Regions from separate parts of the Sus scrofa genome. Here region 2 is linked to region 1. A link is a contact called in public promoter capture Hi-C data. All regions are on one chromosome and are shown on one strand. Each heading gives the region's core, a stretch centred on a gene start, on an enhancer-like site or on the middle of the called end of the contact. The rest is flanking DNA. Distances are from core to core; before and after follow the strand shown. Region 1 holds the start of NCLN (nicalin). Region 2 holds the start of TLE6 (transducin-like enhancer protein 6).

The links. Promoter capture Hi-C pulls out the DNA fragments that hold promoters and counts their contacts.
Region 2: a contact with region 1 is called in a promoter capture Hi-C map of skeletal muscle, with 4 times the contacts expected there. The contact joins the promoter of TLE6 here to the promoter of NCLN in region 1. A contact is called at or near these places in 4 of 5 promoter capture datasets (fetal liver, liver and skeletal muscle), 22 of 47 Hi-C or Micro-C datasets (alveolar macrophages, blood, brain and 13 more) and 2 of 2 datasets of contacts at active chromatin or transcription factors (alveolar macrophages and skeletal muscle).

The regions. Positions count from the first base shown.
Region 1 is chr2:75,388,920-75,396,102 of Sscrofa11.1, forward strand. NCLN (nicalin) reads right to left here and starts at 1,682. Exons shown (of 14, transcript XM_021084134.1): 1 at 1,314-1,682. The coding sequence starts at 1,497. It overlaps S1PR4 (sphingosine 1-phosphate receptor 4), which reads right to left. Exons shown (of 2, transcript XM_021084143.1): 2 at 5,818-7,183.
Region 2 is chr2:75,547,679-75,554,871 of Sscrofa11.1, forward strand. It overlaps TLE6 (transducin-like enhancer protein 6), which reads right to left and starts at 2,998. Exons shown (of 15, transcript XM_021084155.1): 1 at 2,879-2,998; 2 at 2,183-2,288; 3 at 1,383-1,456; 4 at 355-400. The coding sequence starts at 2,251. LOC110259369 (a long non-coding RNA gene) reads left to right here and starts at 3,041. Exons shown (of 5, transcript XR_002341701.1): 1 at 3,041-3,269; 2 at 3,557-3,739; 3 at 5,370-5,670; 4 at 7,022-7,076.

The DNA.
Region 1 (7,183 bases), core at 432-2,931:
CCTTCCTGGCCCCATCCACTCAATGCCAGAGGCCCCCCTCCATGACAACAACAGTCATCACTCAGTGACCCGTAGGTTGACAATCATTGCACTAAACAGAAATGACATAACTCTGGGACAGGGAAGGATCTGAGAGAAAGTCCCAAGAAACCGGGGCCCCTCAAGGGCCCGGCAGTGGCAGGGGGTCCAGGCTGGGCCTAAGGTCCCAATTGCAGGGGCAAGTCCAATAGAACCAGGGCTCAGAGATGAACCAGGACCAGGAGGAATGGGGAGGGGGTTTCCTCATAGGGAGGGCAGGCGTTAACTTGTGGGGACCTAAGACACCAGGCCGGAAGGTTCTGGAACACCAGATACAGCAAAGCTGGGAAAAGAGAGGGGAATTTAAAATGAGCTGGGCAACGAGGTCTGAGAGATGAGGGAACAGGGCTGGGGAGTAGGATCTAGGCCTCTGCGTCTGAAATCCTGGGAAGGAGCGGGAGTGTCCCAGGAAGCCGACAGATGGGTATGCACCAAAGGAGAGAACAAAATATGGGGTCTAGGAGATTTCAGGAGCCCAAACACAAGGGACTGAAAGGGGGTGGGGGCGGAGGGATTAGCTAAGCCCTTCTGAGGAACCTGACACATAAGCTGCGACCAGGAAGCAGAGCCTAGGAGAGAGAGACCTGGACACCGGGCCACGCTGAGGTTGGCGATCAGAGCTCTTGAGCCCTAAGGGGGGCAGAATGTGGGCACTGGACAAAGAGCACCAGGGTGCTCTGGGCTATGGATGGTTGGGAAGCTCAGCCTGGCAGAACCGAGCTGAGAGGCTCCAGTCCAAGTCAAGTAGGTCAAAGGTTGGAGCTCTGGTCCACGTGGGAATCAGAGAGAGAGGGGACCCAGGAGTCCAAACGCAGGAGGAGCCTGGCCTGAGAGTAAGAGCTCTGACTTCTGGAGCATATAGCCCTTGTCGGGGCCGGGGAGCTGGGAGTGCCAGTGCAGCAGGTTCCTGGGGCATTAGGCAGAGAGAGCTGGGGGCCTAGCGTGGATCTAGGTGTTCAGGCTCTGACTTGCCAGGGGTCTTGGGTAAGAGTCTAGAGACCAAGTGAGGTCTGCGCTTGGACTCCTGCTAGACAGGTGGGAGAGACGGGTCCTAGGGCCCGAAGAGCAGAGACCAAACCAAGGGAGAGAGGTATCCCGGCTGGAGTAGGCCAGGGCCCCAGTAAAGGGGGAGTCTGAGTGGGAAAGCAGGTTGGGGTAGGCAAAGCCGGGGTAGGCCAGGGGCCCAGGAGGAGAGCCGGACTCCGTGGGGAGATGAGGGGCCCGGGTCCACGTACCATAGGGCTGTCCCTGCAGGTCGTACTGCTGCATGCGGTACACGGTAAACTCGTGCGCCGCGTCGGCGGCTGGCAGCGGCGGCGCCACGAGCAGCAGCACGGCGGGCAGGAAAACGATGAAGCCAAGTGGCAGGCACGACGCCTTCAGCATGTTCTCCAGCACCTCGCCCGCTTCCTCCAACATCCTGGCCGGCGGCGGGGCCGCGCGGGGCGGCGGCGGGGACGGGACGGCGACAGCGGCGACTCCCGCGGACTCACCTCGGCATGGGTAGGCGCCGGGGTCCTGCGGGCGCCGTGCCGGGCAGCCTGCATCCGCTTCGGGGTCCTGAGGGCACCGCTGAGGGCTACATGCCCGCCGCCCTGCCGACTGGAAGTTGTAGTTCTCCAGGCGCGCGCGGAGGCATCTGGGAATCGTAGGCCCATTCCGTTACTTCCAGATGGCGAAGGGTGAAGGGGACCGTTTGGCTAAAGTTTCACATAAACTCCAAGCCAGAAGCTACAGAGACTTTAAAAATGCTATTAGCAGTGGAACTTACTGAAATTCTGCTTTACTTTGGGAAAAGAGGAGGGAAGGGGGTGTGTTGCAGGATGTGACCTCGCGACCCGGAAGTAAGTTTGGAAGCAATTGGGGACGGGGGGCGGGGGGGAGTGGAACGTGATACTCTAGGTCTCCTGGGAATTGTAGTCTAATTGAGCAAGCGCAAGGGGTCATGGGAGCTGGAGTCTTTTAGACAGAAGTTGGAGAAAAATCACTTAAAATTCCCAAAGAATATAGATGTTAAACTACATAAGGACAAAGAATTTTGTCTGCTTTGTGCACTGATTTATACCTCATAACGTAACACAGGGTCTAGCACACAGTGGATGGTTTATATAATTTTTGGATAAATGAATGAAATAGAATAAAGAAATCCTGATAGAAGGTTCCTAAGGGATGTCGCAATGGATTGTGGGACTTGTAGTCAGGAGCCAGGCGTTGTGCCAAGATTGGAGAGATAATTATTTTGTGCTTATGCTTATTTATATTGGGGACATTCTCATATTAAAAAAAAAAAAAAGTTTAGTGTTAGAAATTCAAATTTCACTGGGTGTCTCAGATTTGTATTTTCTTATCTGGGCACCCTAAGAATCCAATTGTCTCAGGGTCCCTGGAGGCGTTGAAGAGCATTAGTAATTCACACCCTCTTGTACAGATGGGAAGACCGAGGCCACAGGGTGCAGAGCACACTGGCCCTAGCCCCCAGACTCTGATACTGTTGCCAAAGGAATTGGGCCCTCCCTCCTACCCAAGGGAGAAGTGGCAGTTATGCTGATTAATAGCATGGGTTCAAGTCCCAGCTCATCCACTTCCCAGGCTGTGTGACCTTGGGCATGTTGCTTCACCTCTCTGACCCTCTTTTTCCTCAGCTGCCAAATATGATCATCAAACACTCTTCTTGGGCTCCCCAGGGGTGTGTAAAGATTCAATAAGATAATCCACGTGAACCGACTTGGAAAAAGCAAGGCAGACGTGAAATGCTCAATAAGTGTTGGTATTAGGAGAAAGCACCAAGCTTGTGCAGCCTCAGAGCTGCTGCATCTGCTATCCCTGCGAAACACTCACGCCCCTCCCCCACCCCACCTTTCTGCATGGCTAGCTCCTTACTGAAATGATGGGCATCTCTTAGTTTGAGGCTTGTCAACCCTACCAAACTGTGACCGTTATGTGGGCAGGCACCAGGTTATTTTTCGCTGGAACTCCAGTGTCCAGAACAGAGCCTGACACACAGTGGTTGCGTGAGTGAATGAAAGAGTCATGAACACCCCAACACACCAGCCCAGCCCTCCCAGCTATGTCCCCTGCTTCTGGCCATCCCGAGGCCTCTCCAGGGAGGTCCTAGGCACCAGGAGTAATGAGCGGCCCGGTAGGGCTGGGAAAGGGATGAGAACTCATTCTGGCCCACATAATCCTCAGCAGCAAATGTTTATTACCTGCTTCTCCATCCAACCCTATTCTTCCACTCCAGGCTATGAACAGGCAAGACATGCACATGCGTCTCTCACACACACGCACACACACACTCACCCAGAATTAGAGAAAGAAAACAGCCTGAACTTGGCTCAGATAGCAGGAATTCGACTCGAGAGCTGTTCATGCTGCCTCCTCTCCTGACCCTTGGTTTTTTCTGTCTGTAAAATAAGATTCAATTAATCCTGCTTTGTGGATATGAAACCTAGGACAGCCCAAAGGATGAAATGGAACATTTGTTCTGAGTTTTCCAAAGAGGGAAGGAACTGGTATTTATTCATTCATTCATTCATCAAAGAGGCAGTAACAAGCAGGGATCAAGAAGTCACCTGCCTGGGTTTGACTCCCATCTCTGCCTCTTCCCAGCTGTGTGACTTTGTGTAAGTTATCTAACCTCTCTGGGCATTGGTTTCACCATCTGCAAACTGAAGTTAATGATGATGTCTGCCTCCTGGAGGTTTTGCAAGAATTAAATGAGTTAATACAAAAGTGACAAGAATATTGTTGAGTGATATATAAGGCTTTGTTGTTATTTGTCATTTAAAAACATACACATAATAGTTTGAGGGCCTTTATACTCCTTGCTTATCAATATCCCTGGACGGCAGGGGATATCAATATCCTCATTTTACAGATGAGGAAACTGAAGCCTGTAGTGTGTGGCAGAGCTGGAGAATGGAAATGAGTTACAGACACCTGAGCCACCTAACGAGCAGAAGTCAGGATTCATGGGGACAGTGCCACCACAGTCAGGGAGGTGGGTTGAGAATAAGGAAGGGGAGAGGCTTCCAAGGCTCAGTGGAAGGAGTGCTGCTGAGTCCAGTTCTCTCAGAGCCCCAGATCATGGAGCACCTACTGTCCGCTGGGCCCTGTGCTGACCTAGACACTGTCACTATTTCCACTCTCACAGAGCCCAAAGTCCAGGGGAGAAGGTGGATGTGTGACCAGGGGGTGATTGGAGCTATGATGGGGATGCACAGGCAGCTGTAGGAGCCCAGAAGAGGGCTAGAGAGGAGGAAAAATCAAGGAGACTTCCTGGAGGAGGTGATGTTAAAGTTGAGAACTGAAGGATGGTCAGGGCAAGTGCCAGGCAGACCACTCTAGTGGGAGCAACAAAGGCAGGTGCAAAGGCCCCAGACAGAAGGTAGCAACAGGAGTTCCCATCGTGGTTCAGCGGAAACAAATGTGACTAGCATCCATGAGAATGCAGGTTCAATCCCTGGCCTTGCTCAGTGGATTAAGGATACAGCATTGCCGTGAGCTGTGGTGTAGGTTGCAGATGTGGTTCAGATCTGTTGTTGCCGTGGCTGTGGTGTAGGCCAGCAGCTACAGCTCCGATTGGACCCCAAGCTGGGAACTTCCATATGTTGAGGGTGCAGCCCTAAAATGAGACAAAAAAAAAAAAAAAAAGAGAGAAGGGAGCAACTAACAGTCCAACTCAGACACGGCAAAATATGACACGCCAGAGGGCAGAGGGGGCCACGGGACCAGCTTACACAGGCCTGGGATACAGGATTCAAGGAGGTCCAGACTTCACTCATGCCAGATTTCACCAAGACCCCACACCCTGCCTGCCACCGTCCCAGATAAACACACCAGGAGTCAGGTAAAGGTAAGAGGTACCTCAGCTTATTCTGCATCTGATATATGCTTGGAACTTTTTCCAGCCTGGCCAACAGAACTTTCTGTTCTGATGGTGGAAATGTCCTGTGTCTACACTGTCCAAAACAATAGCCACAAGCCACTAGTCCCATTGAGCACTTGAAATGTAGCTAGTGTGACCGAGGGTTACAGGCTGAATTGCGTTTCCCCCAAAAAATTCATGTCTTGAAATCCTAACCTCCTAAGACCTTATTTGGGAACTAGGATTGTTACAGGTATAATTAGTTAAGATGACTCACAATGGAATAGGGTGACCAAAGGGGAAATTTGGAGTTCCCATTGTGGCTCAGCAGGTTAAGAACTGGACATAGTGTCTACAAGGATTCGGGTTCGATCCCTGGCCTCCATCAGTGGTTAAGGATCTGGCGTTGCTGCAAGCTGTGGTGTAGGTCACAGATGCAGCTCAGATCTGGTGTTGCTGTGGTTGTGGCTTAGGCTAGCAGCTGTAGCTCTAGGCTGGAAACTTCCATATGCCACAGGTGCAGCCCTAAAAAAAAAAAATAAATGAAACGAAAAATTAAAAAAATAAAAAGGGGAAATTTAGACTCAGATGCGCATACAGGAAGAGTCCACGTGAAGATGGAGGCAGAGATGGGATGATGTGTCTCCAAGCCAAAGGACGTCAAAGATTGCCGGCAAAGCACCAGGATCTAGGAGAGAGGCCTGGCACAGTCCCTCCTCACGGTCCCAGAAGGAACCAACCTTGCCAGCACCTTGATCTCAGACTCCCAGCCTCCAGAACCAAGAGAGAATCAATGTGTTGTTGAAGCCCCCCCACACACACCCCGGTCTGTGGTATTTGGTATGGCAGCCCCGAGAAATGCACCAAGAAACTGAACTTTTAAAATACATTTTAATTCATTTTAAGTAGCCACATGTGGCTAATGCCTGCTTTCCTGGACAGCACAGGAAAATGCTTTCCCATCGCCGCATCCTCCATCCTGCAGAGGAGAATCGGAGGCCACTGTCTTGGCTGGGAGGATGAAGACAGAGAACTTCCTACCAGCCAAAGGTGGCTACATATGGAGGGTGAACCCCTACACTGTCCTGTACTGCTGCCTGGAGTCTCACGGGCCATTCAAATGCAAATGGAGTCCAAGTTCAGTTCTTCAGTAGCACTGGACATTTATCAAGGGCTCAGTAGCCATGTGGGGGTCCCATGCTGGATGGCACAGATGTAAACATTCCCTCCATCGATGGACATTTGGTTGCACACCCTGATGCCATGTGCTGCCGCAAGAGCCCTGAACGAGTAACTGACAGCCTCCTGTGGTGGGGGGGGTCTGTCCCCTATCAGCCCATTTTACAGATGGGGAAGGGTGAGGCAGTTAGTGCTAAAGGGAACTCTACAGGTGTGGGTGAGATTCCCTGAATGAGGCCAGGAGGGCCAGGCAGCTCCCCCTCTGCTGGCCCCCAGGCTGAGGCCCAAAAGATGCAGAGGCCAGAGGTGGGGGAAGGAGGCTGCCTGGAACCTAAGATGAGACATAAGGCAGGGAAAGGGGAAGTGAGCGAGAAGGGGCGGGTGTCAATGTCACAGCCCCCTCCTCCCCACTGCCTGGCAGCCTCCAGAAACACTCACCACACACCAACAGAGTGGATTGGTCACACACATGTGTATGGCAAGCTATGTCTGTGCACACACGGGCACATGAGCACATACCCATAGGCACAGCTTGTTCCGCCCTCAGCCTCTCTCACACACACACATACATCCCCCCCCCCATAGTCCACCACTTTCTGTCACAACCACACTTCCCAAGCACACGGACTCATGGCCCTCCTGGGCCCCCGACACAGCTCAAGCAGAACCACAGCCCTCATCCCGTCACCTGGGTGCCACCTGTGATTAAGGAGAAGCTTCAACATCTCATCCTCTCATTGACCTTCTGTTTTGTCTGGGCATGGACCCCATGGCCCAGTCCTTGCAGCCTGGGAGCCCCACTAAGGCCCAGAGAGGGGTTGGAACTGCCTCAGAATCACACGGGGGCAGGAACGCGGGGGGAGGGGCGCCATACACAACAACCTCATTCAACCCCATTCCAGGAAGCTCTTGGTTCCAAAGAGCAGTTGCCTCTCGCTCCCAGCAAACTGTGGGAAACGAGCTCTGCATCAGCAGCTGCAGGAGGCTTCGGGGAAGACCACGGGGCCCTGGAATGCACGTTCCCAGTTGCCCAATTCCTTCATCTCCACGCGGCAGGCG
Region 2 (7,193 bases), core at 1,748-4,247, 160 kb after region 1:
ATATGGGACCCTGTTGATAGAGAACATTTCTATCTTCATGGAAAGTTCTAGAAGACAGCACACACTAGGACATACACTTTTGAAGGACAGGGACTCCAGTCATGTCTTATACTCCTGACTCACTGAGCCAAAGAAATATCTCCTTAATTTAAATATGCAATTACTTGTTTTCCATATTTTATTAAGAAAAACTCACAGGAAGCTTGGGCTCAGTGAGTTGCCTCAGTTGTCTAAAGTAAGCAAAGTAGAGGAGCAGGTGTCCCCAAAGCTGACTCCTGAGGCCAAACAGAACAGCCCTTTCCCTTTCCAGGAGAGGAGCTGCCTGATGGGGGTGGGCGGAGGGGCGGGGCTCACCAGGTAGTAAGCGCTGTTCATCTGTGATGTCAAGTGAGTGGGGAACCTGCCAAGAAAGACAGACCAGATTCCTCAAAACCCTTCCCCAGCATGAGCCCTGTCCCCAGCCCCCTAGCAGGGCTGTTTCAGGAAGTGAGCTAGTCCCTTCTAGGTGCCATTTCTTTTTTTTTTTTTCCGGCTGTCCCAGGGCATATGGAGTTCCCCCAGGCCAGGGATCAAATCTAAGCTGCAGCTGCGACAAGGCTGGATCCTTAAACCACTGTGCTGAGCTGGGGCTCAGACCTGCGTCCCTGTGCTCCCAAGATGCTGGCCATCCTGATGCGCCACAGCAGGAACTCCCCCCCCCCTTTTTTTTTTTTTTTTTTTTTTGGTGCCACGTTGAAGGCAGTGTCAAGATGAATCTGGTTTTCATGTTCTTTTTTTTGGCTACATGTGGCATGTGGAAGTTCCCAGGCCAGGGATCGAACCAGTGCCGCATTGGTTACAACATTGGATCCTCAACTGCTGAGCCATCAGGGGAACTCCTTAATGCATTTTGTTTGTTTTTTTCCCTTCCTTTTTAGGGCTGCACCTGCATTACAGCACATGGAATTTCCCAGATTAGGGGTTGAATCCGAGCTGCAGCTGCTGGCCTACACCACAGCCACAGCGACACCAGATCCGAGCCACAGTTCATGCAATGCAGGATCTTTAACTCACTGAGCGAAGCCAGGGATCCAACCTGCATTCGCATGGATAACAGTCGGGCTCATTACCGCTGAGCCACAATGGGAACTCCTTCAAATATACAATTGAATGCAAGCAAATTCACACTAAATGACAAAATAAATCAAACATTTAAATGCAAGCCAGGTTGGTTTTTACCGGTTTTCCTTCCTTTTTGCTTCGGCCTCCAATATGCTTCCTCCCCCCACTCCCTTCCTTTTAATTGTTCTGACTTTTAGGCCAATGAGACACCAAGTGGGATTTTTTTCCTCAGTGGGACTTGGGGCCACAGCCAGGCTCCAGCTGCCGAGAATGGCCCTCACCTGGGGAACTGCTGCTTGAGTTGATCCAGAACCTCCTGGTAGTTCAGGGCTGGAAGGCTGGCCTCAGGATGAGCCTGGAGAGATTGAAAGAGGGATAAACAAGACCCACAGGCTCCCAGTATCCCAGCAATCAGGTCATCAGTTCCCAGGAGGGAGGGGTGGGACTTCCTGAGACCTGAAGATAACTGGCTTGCTCTCTTATTACTTAAGTACCCACAGGCATCTTCCATTTTGCTTCTTGGCCTAAAGTTGAAAATATTTACTCTCTGGCCCTTTAGAGAAGTTTGCCTGCCCCCGGCCTAAGCTTAGAAATAGTCTTTTAGGAAGGAATGGGGGGAGGTTTTTTTTTTTTTTTTTTTTTTGGTTCATAAAATATTAACTGAGGATTTCTCATTGTGGTGCAGAGGAAAGGAATCTGACTAGTATCCGTGAGGATTTGGGTTCGATCTCTGGCCTTGCTCAGTGGGTTAAGGATCTGGCATTGCCATGAGCTGAGGTGTAGGTGGCGGACTCAGCTTGGATCCTGTGTTTTTGTGGCTATGGCTGCAATGTAGGCCAGCAGCTGCAGCTCCGATTGGACCCATAGCCTGGGGACCTCCATATGTCATGGGTTCAGCCCTAAAAGGACTAAATAAATAAATATCTTAAACCATGATGGGTTGGTGTCCCCAGCTTAAGGCCTGGCAAGACAGGCCTACATCTCTTCCTCTCTCAGGAGCAGGAGAACTAGATTTGAGCCCAGCCCCCAACCTCTTACCCCCTCTCCCCCAGGGGCTAATGCCAAGCCAGGCCCTCCTCACCAAAGTTCCTGGAGGCCTCACCATCTTTTGAAGGTGCTCGTGGGGGCTGCGATGGCCCCGAGAGGTCATCTTCAGGCAGAAGTCACAAAGACTTTAGCCAGGGACTCTAATAAAAGTAACAAGACAGAAGATCATGAACACAGAAGGCTGGGCAGTGGCAGGGACAGAAGCAGCTCTACCCCACCCTCGGCCTCCCACCCACCCCTGCCAGGACCCAGTCCTGAGTCCCCAGTCCCCTCCCTGCCTGCGGTATTCCACAGCATTCCCTACATCCTACATTCACTCATCTACCCCGCTGTTGCTTCCAGCTGTGTTAATTAGTGATGGGGACCCTAGGACCTCACCTTATGAGGTGGTGGGGGGGGTATGGTTCTGAACACCTACACACCCCGCCAGGAGCAGTCAGGGTGGGAGGAAACCCAGAGAAGGATGCCAAAGCTCAATCTTAGTTTTGAGACAACTTCTTAAAGTACGGGAGAACATAATTTGGAAAGGGGTTTTGACGGATGAGTAAGAGTTGGCCAGGTGCATTAGGAGAAATTTCTCAGGAGGAAAGAGACTTCGCTCTACTCCAATCACTCCTGTAGCAGCAAGCCTAACCCTTCTTCACTTCGCTTCTACCCCTCAGCATCCCTCCAGCCTCCTCCCCAGCCCAGGGACCCTGAGGTCCTCCAGGAGACCGGCGGGTCTACTCGCCTCCCTCAAGATCGTGGCCCGTGAGGTGCCAGGAAGATGCCGCGAGGGTCGGCCAAGTTCAGGCAGACTGGAAGCGCCTCCTCCCATCCCCCGGGGCCAATTGACCCATCGGGCCCCACCCCGGCCCGCCCCAGCCCCGCCCCGGCCCGCAGCCACCTGAACCGGGAAGCTGGTCAATGAGCAGGGAGCAGCTGCACGTGGGCTCAGGCTCCGCGGGCGGCTGCTGGCGGCGCTGGCCAATGGCTAGGCTGCTTTCCCACGTGGGTCTCGGTCGCCGTCGCTGATTGGTCGGCTCTCCCCAGCCGCCGGCCGGACTGTCAATCAGCGCGCCCGGCGCCGCAGCTTAACCCTCGCGGTCCCGCTGCAGGAAAGGGTTGCTTGCAGAGTCAAGGTAGTTTGGGGTTCAGGCTGGAGTAAAGATATTTAGAAGGACAAGGGGTTTGGGGGTCTGAGAGGGTAGAACTTGGGGAGGGCCTGGGAGGCTTGTAGTTGCCTTGTTTGGTGAGAAGCCTTATAATTTTTTCGTCTTACCCAGGAGTGACTCGTGGCTGGGAGGCGGGGGTGGGGTGGGGCGCTGAGAGTGGAAGTGGGGGGATCTTAGGTAGGGCAGTCTCGCTCTAGTCCTTAGATACGCACTAAGACCCTTTTCCTCAATATTAAAAAACTGAACTTTTTTAGTTCCAGGCTTCCCAGGAGCCAAACCCAGGGCTGTGCATTTTATCAGCGAATTTTCCCTGCTGCTCTTCAAGCCCAGGGACAGAGGCTCTGAGAATCTGAGAACCAAAAGCTGGAGCTGCAAAGGCCTTGGGACTATTGGCCTAGTTCAGCTCTCTCAGGTTCAAGGCCAAGAGAGAAAGAGTGGTGGGTACTCTAGGCCTGGGGTGATGTCAGACTTAGGGGTGGGGTGTGTGGAGGGATTCTGAGATGTGAAGCCGTTAGTCCAGAGTTTGGGGTGAGACGCCAAGTTTGTGCCCACCCCAGAGCCTTTACACTGGCTCTTCTCCCCTGGGCCAGAGAGGGTCTCTCCCCTGACTGCCACTGACTGGATCCCTCACCTTCAGCTCTGGGTCAGAGGTCACCACCTTAGGGAGGCCTCCATTCTCCCTTTCTTATTTTTCTCCAAATCTGTTTTATATTGGAGCTAATCTTGTAATCTCCATGGCCCTAAACCCTGTTGTGTTCAAAATTCACAGAATGCTGATGGGGATTCTTATACCTGCCTGCACCTGGAGGGGGTGGGAAGGATGCTGGCTTGGGATCCACACAAACCGGAGAAATCTCCCCCACAACCCCATCTTGTGCTTTGTGGGGGGTGAGGAGTGTGTAAGGGAAATAGGCCACTGAGGGTTCAGATCTTGGGATGTGCAGCCCCTAGGGGTTATGATGTAAACACACAAATTGGGTTTTGTGGCTTATCTATGGAGAAGAAAGTGAGGGCTGCCACGGATTGGCGGCAACTAAAGGTTTTCGCCCTTGATCCCTCCACTGGCCCTCAATTGAAGTGTATTATATTTATGGTCCAGTCTGCTGCTAATTGCCTCTCCCTGTGTGCTCCCCTCCTCTCCATGGTTGTCGTTGGTCAGCTGGACACACCAGTTTATCCGAGGCTGTCTTGTCTCCTAGGGTATCTGCTGGATACCTGTGGTTATTTAAATTAAAATGAATTAAAATGAAATAAAACTTAAAAGTCAGTTCCTCGGGCACACTGGCCCAAAGAATGTCAATTGCTCAGTAGCCACATGTGGCTAGGGATAACCATCCCCACTGCAGATCTAGAACCTTCCCATTACCTTCCCATTGCCAGTGAGAGCAGAACCAGATCTGAGGTTCTTTTTTGGCCAGACCCAAGGCATATAGAAGTTCCCAGCCAGGGATCAAATCCCAGTCTCAGCTGAGAATCCTTAACCTCCTATGCCACCGCGGGATCTCCCTGAGGGTCTTAAAAAAGAAAAAAATCCTAGGTCCCTCTGGAAATCAGAAGCATTTTAGAGTAGCTACTCTGTCTCCACTTGTGGGATGTCCCTGAGCATGGGGTTGGGGTCACATTTGCCATTTTGGCTGATGTGGCTCCTTCTGCTTCTTCCTTTCACTGTCCCCTGCTTGCTCCAGCCTGGCCAGCAGGGACACAGCCTCCTTGAGCACTCAGAAAGGGGGCAGATGACACAGCTCCTTGGGAAGGAGGAAGCTAAGATTTCTTTCTTGGTTCTCGAGTTGTTGTGGTTTACTTGGAATCCAAGGTTTGGATGAAAGTTGGAGAGAAAAAGTCTTTGCATTTCCAAAGCTCTTTCATTCCCCTGGGCCCACCCCGGAGACCTCAGACCCTGCTGCTCAGAGGCCCCAGGATCACTTGGGTTGGGTGTGGACCAGGAAGGGGGCTCAAGAGCCCAGGGTGGGGAGGGGGCTGTGGAGTGACCACAGAGAGGTGACAGCTGGGAGGTAGTGACAGGTTTCAATGCCACCCCCTCATACACGTTCTCTCTTTCATCCCCAGAACCTCCCAGTGGGCCACGTGGGCCACAGACAATAGCCAAGTGACAACAGTGCAGGTGAAGCTGCCGAAAGGCTGGAGGTAGAGGGTGTGTGTTTCCAGGCAACAGATGAATGACCAAGAAACTGCAAGCCAGAGACCCTCCAGAGATGCTGGCCGGGCTGGGAGTTGCCCAAGGACCCTAGGCCCCCAGCTGGCCCTGCTCCCAGCCACCACATGAACTTAGCCTGGCCCCAGGAAAAGTGAATTGATTGAATTACCCGGCATTGATTGAGGTTTGCTTTCTGCCACCTGGTGGAAAGAGGTTCGCATTCCTTTCCTGCATTCCCTTCTGGGCGCCTGCTGTAACAACCACAAACCTGGGGAGCTTAAAACAACAGAAATGTATTCTTTCCCATTCTGGAGGCGGGAAGTCCAAAGTCCAAAGTCAAGGCTTTGGCCAGCAAGGCTCTGCTCCCTCTGAAGTTCTTCAGGAGAGCATCCTTCCTGCTCTTCCAGTTTTTGGTGGTGCGGGTGGCCTTGGTTTGCAGATGTGTCACCCCAGTCTCTGCCTCTGTCCTCACATGGCCATCTGTGTGTGTCCAAAGGTCCCTTTTCTTTTTTTGTCTTTTGTCTTTTCAGGGCCATACTTGTGGCATATGGAGGTTCCCAGGCCAGGGATTGAATCGTAGCTATAGCTGCCAGCCTACGCCACAGCTCACAACAACGCCAGATCCTTAACTCACTGAGCGGTGCCAGGGATCAAACCCACGCTGTCATGAATATTAGTTGGGTTTGTTAACCACTGAGCCACGACAGGAACTCCCTTTTTTGTTTTGTTTTGTTTCTACAGCCACTCCTGTGGCATATGGAGTTTCTCTGGCTAGGCGTCAAATCAGCTACAGCTGCAGGCCTACACCACAGCCACAGCCACATCAGATCCAAACCACATCTGCCACCTACCTCGCAGCTTGTGCAACGCTGGATCCTTAACCCACTGAGTGAGGCCAGGAATGGAACCTGCATCCTCATGGATGCTCGTCAGATTCTTAACCTACTGAGCCACAACGGGAATGCCCAAACATCCCTCTTCTTATAAGGACACTAGTCACTGGATTTGGAGCCACCCTACTCCAGTATGACCTCATCTTATTTAATTATATCTGCTAAGACCCTGTTTCTGAGCAAGGTCCTAGTCCCAGCTACCAGGGGTAAGGACTTAAATGTATCATTTTAGGGGACACAACTCTACCTTCCAGGAGGGAAGATAAAAGAGAAATTAAGTAACTAGAGCAACCCCCTCAACCCTCAGTGATTCCTGACATCCCTGTTGTGCATGGGAGGAAACAGGCTCAGAGAGGTTGACTGACTTGCCCCACGACCTGCTGTTGTTACTCAGTGGCTAAACTGGGATTTGAATCCCAGAAGTACACGGATAACCCTTACACCTTAATGCCCAGATCTTAATGAAACCCCTTTGTTTGAACTGTCTACATGGTGGTTGGGTTGGACCACCAAACTTGGAGGAAAGTGTAACCATCCCGAAGTGAATTTGGGATCTCTGGGACCTGGAGCTCCTAAAGAAATCTGGATGTATTAGTTAGCTACTGCTGTTTTGCAAAGTGCCCCCAAGCTTAGTACCTTGAAATAGTAAATGTGTATCAATCACCTCACAGGGCTCTGGTGGTCAGGAATCTGGGGGTGGCTTCCCTGATTCGGTGTGGATCACTGGTGAGTATGGTGCGCATTTATCCACATTTCAGCCTTTCTCATGTCCCCTCCCCCCCTTTTTTTGTCTTTTTAGGGCTACACCCATGCAGCATATGGACATTCCCAGGCTAGGGGTCA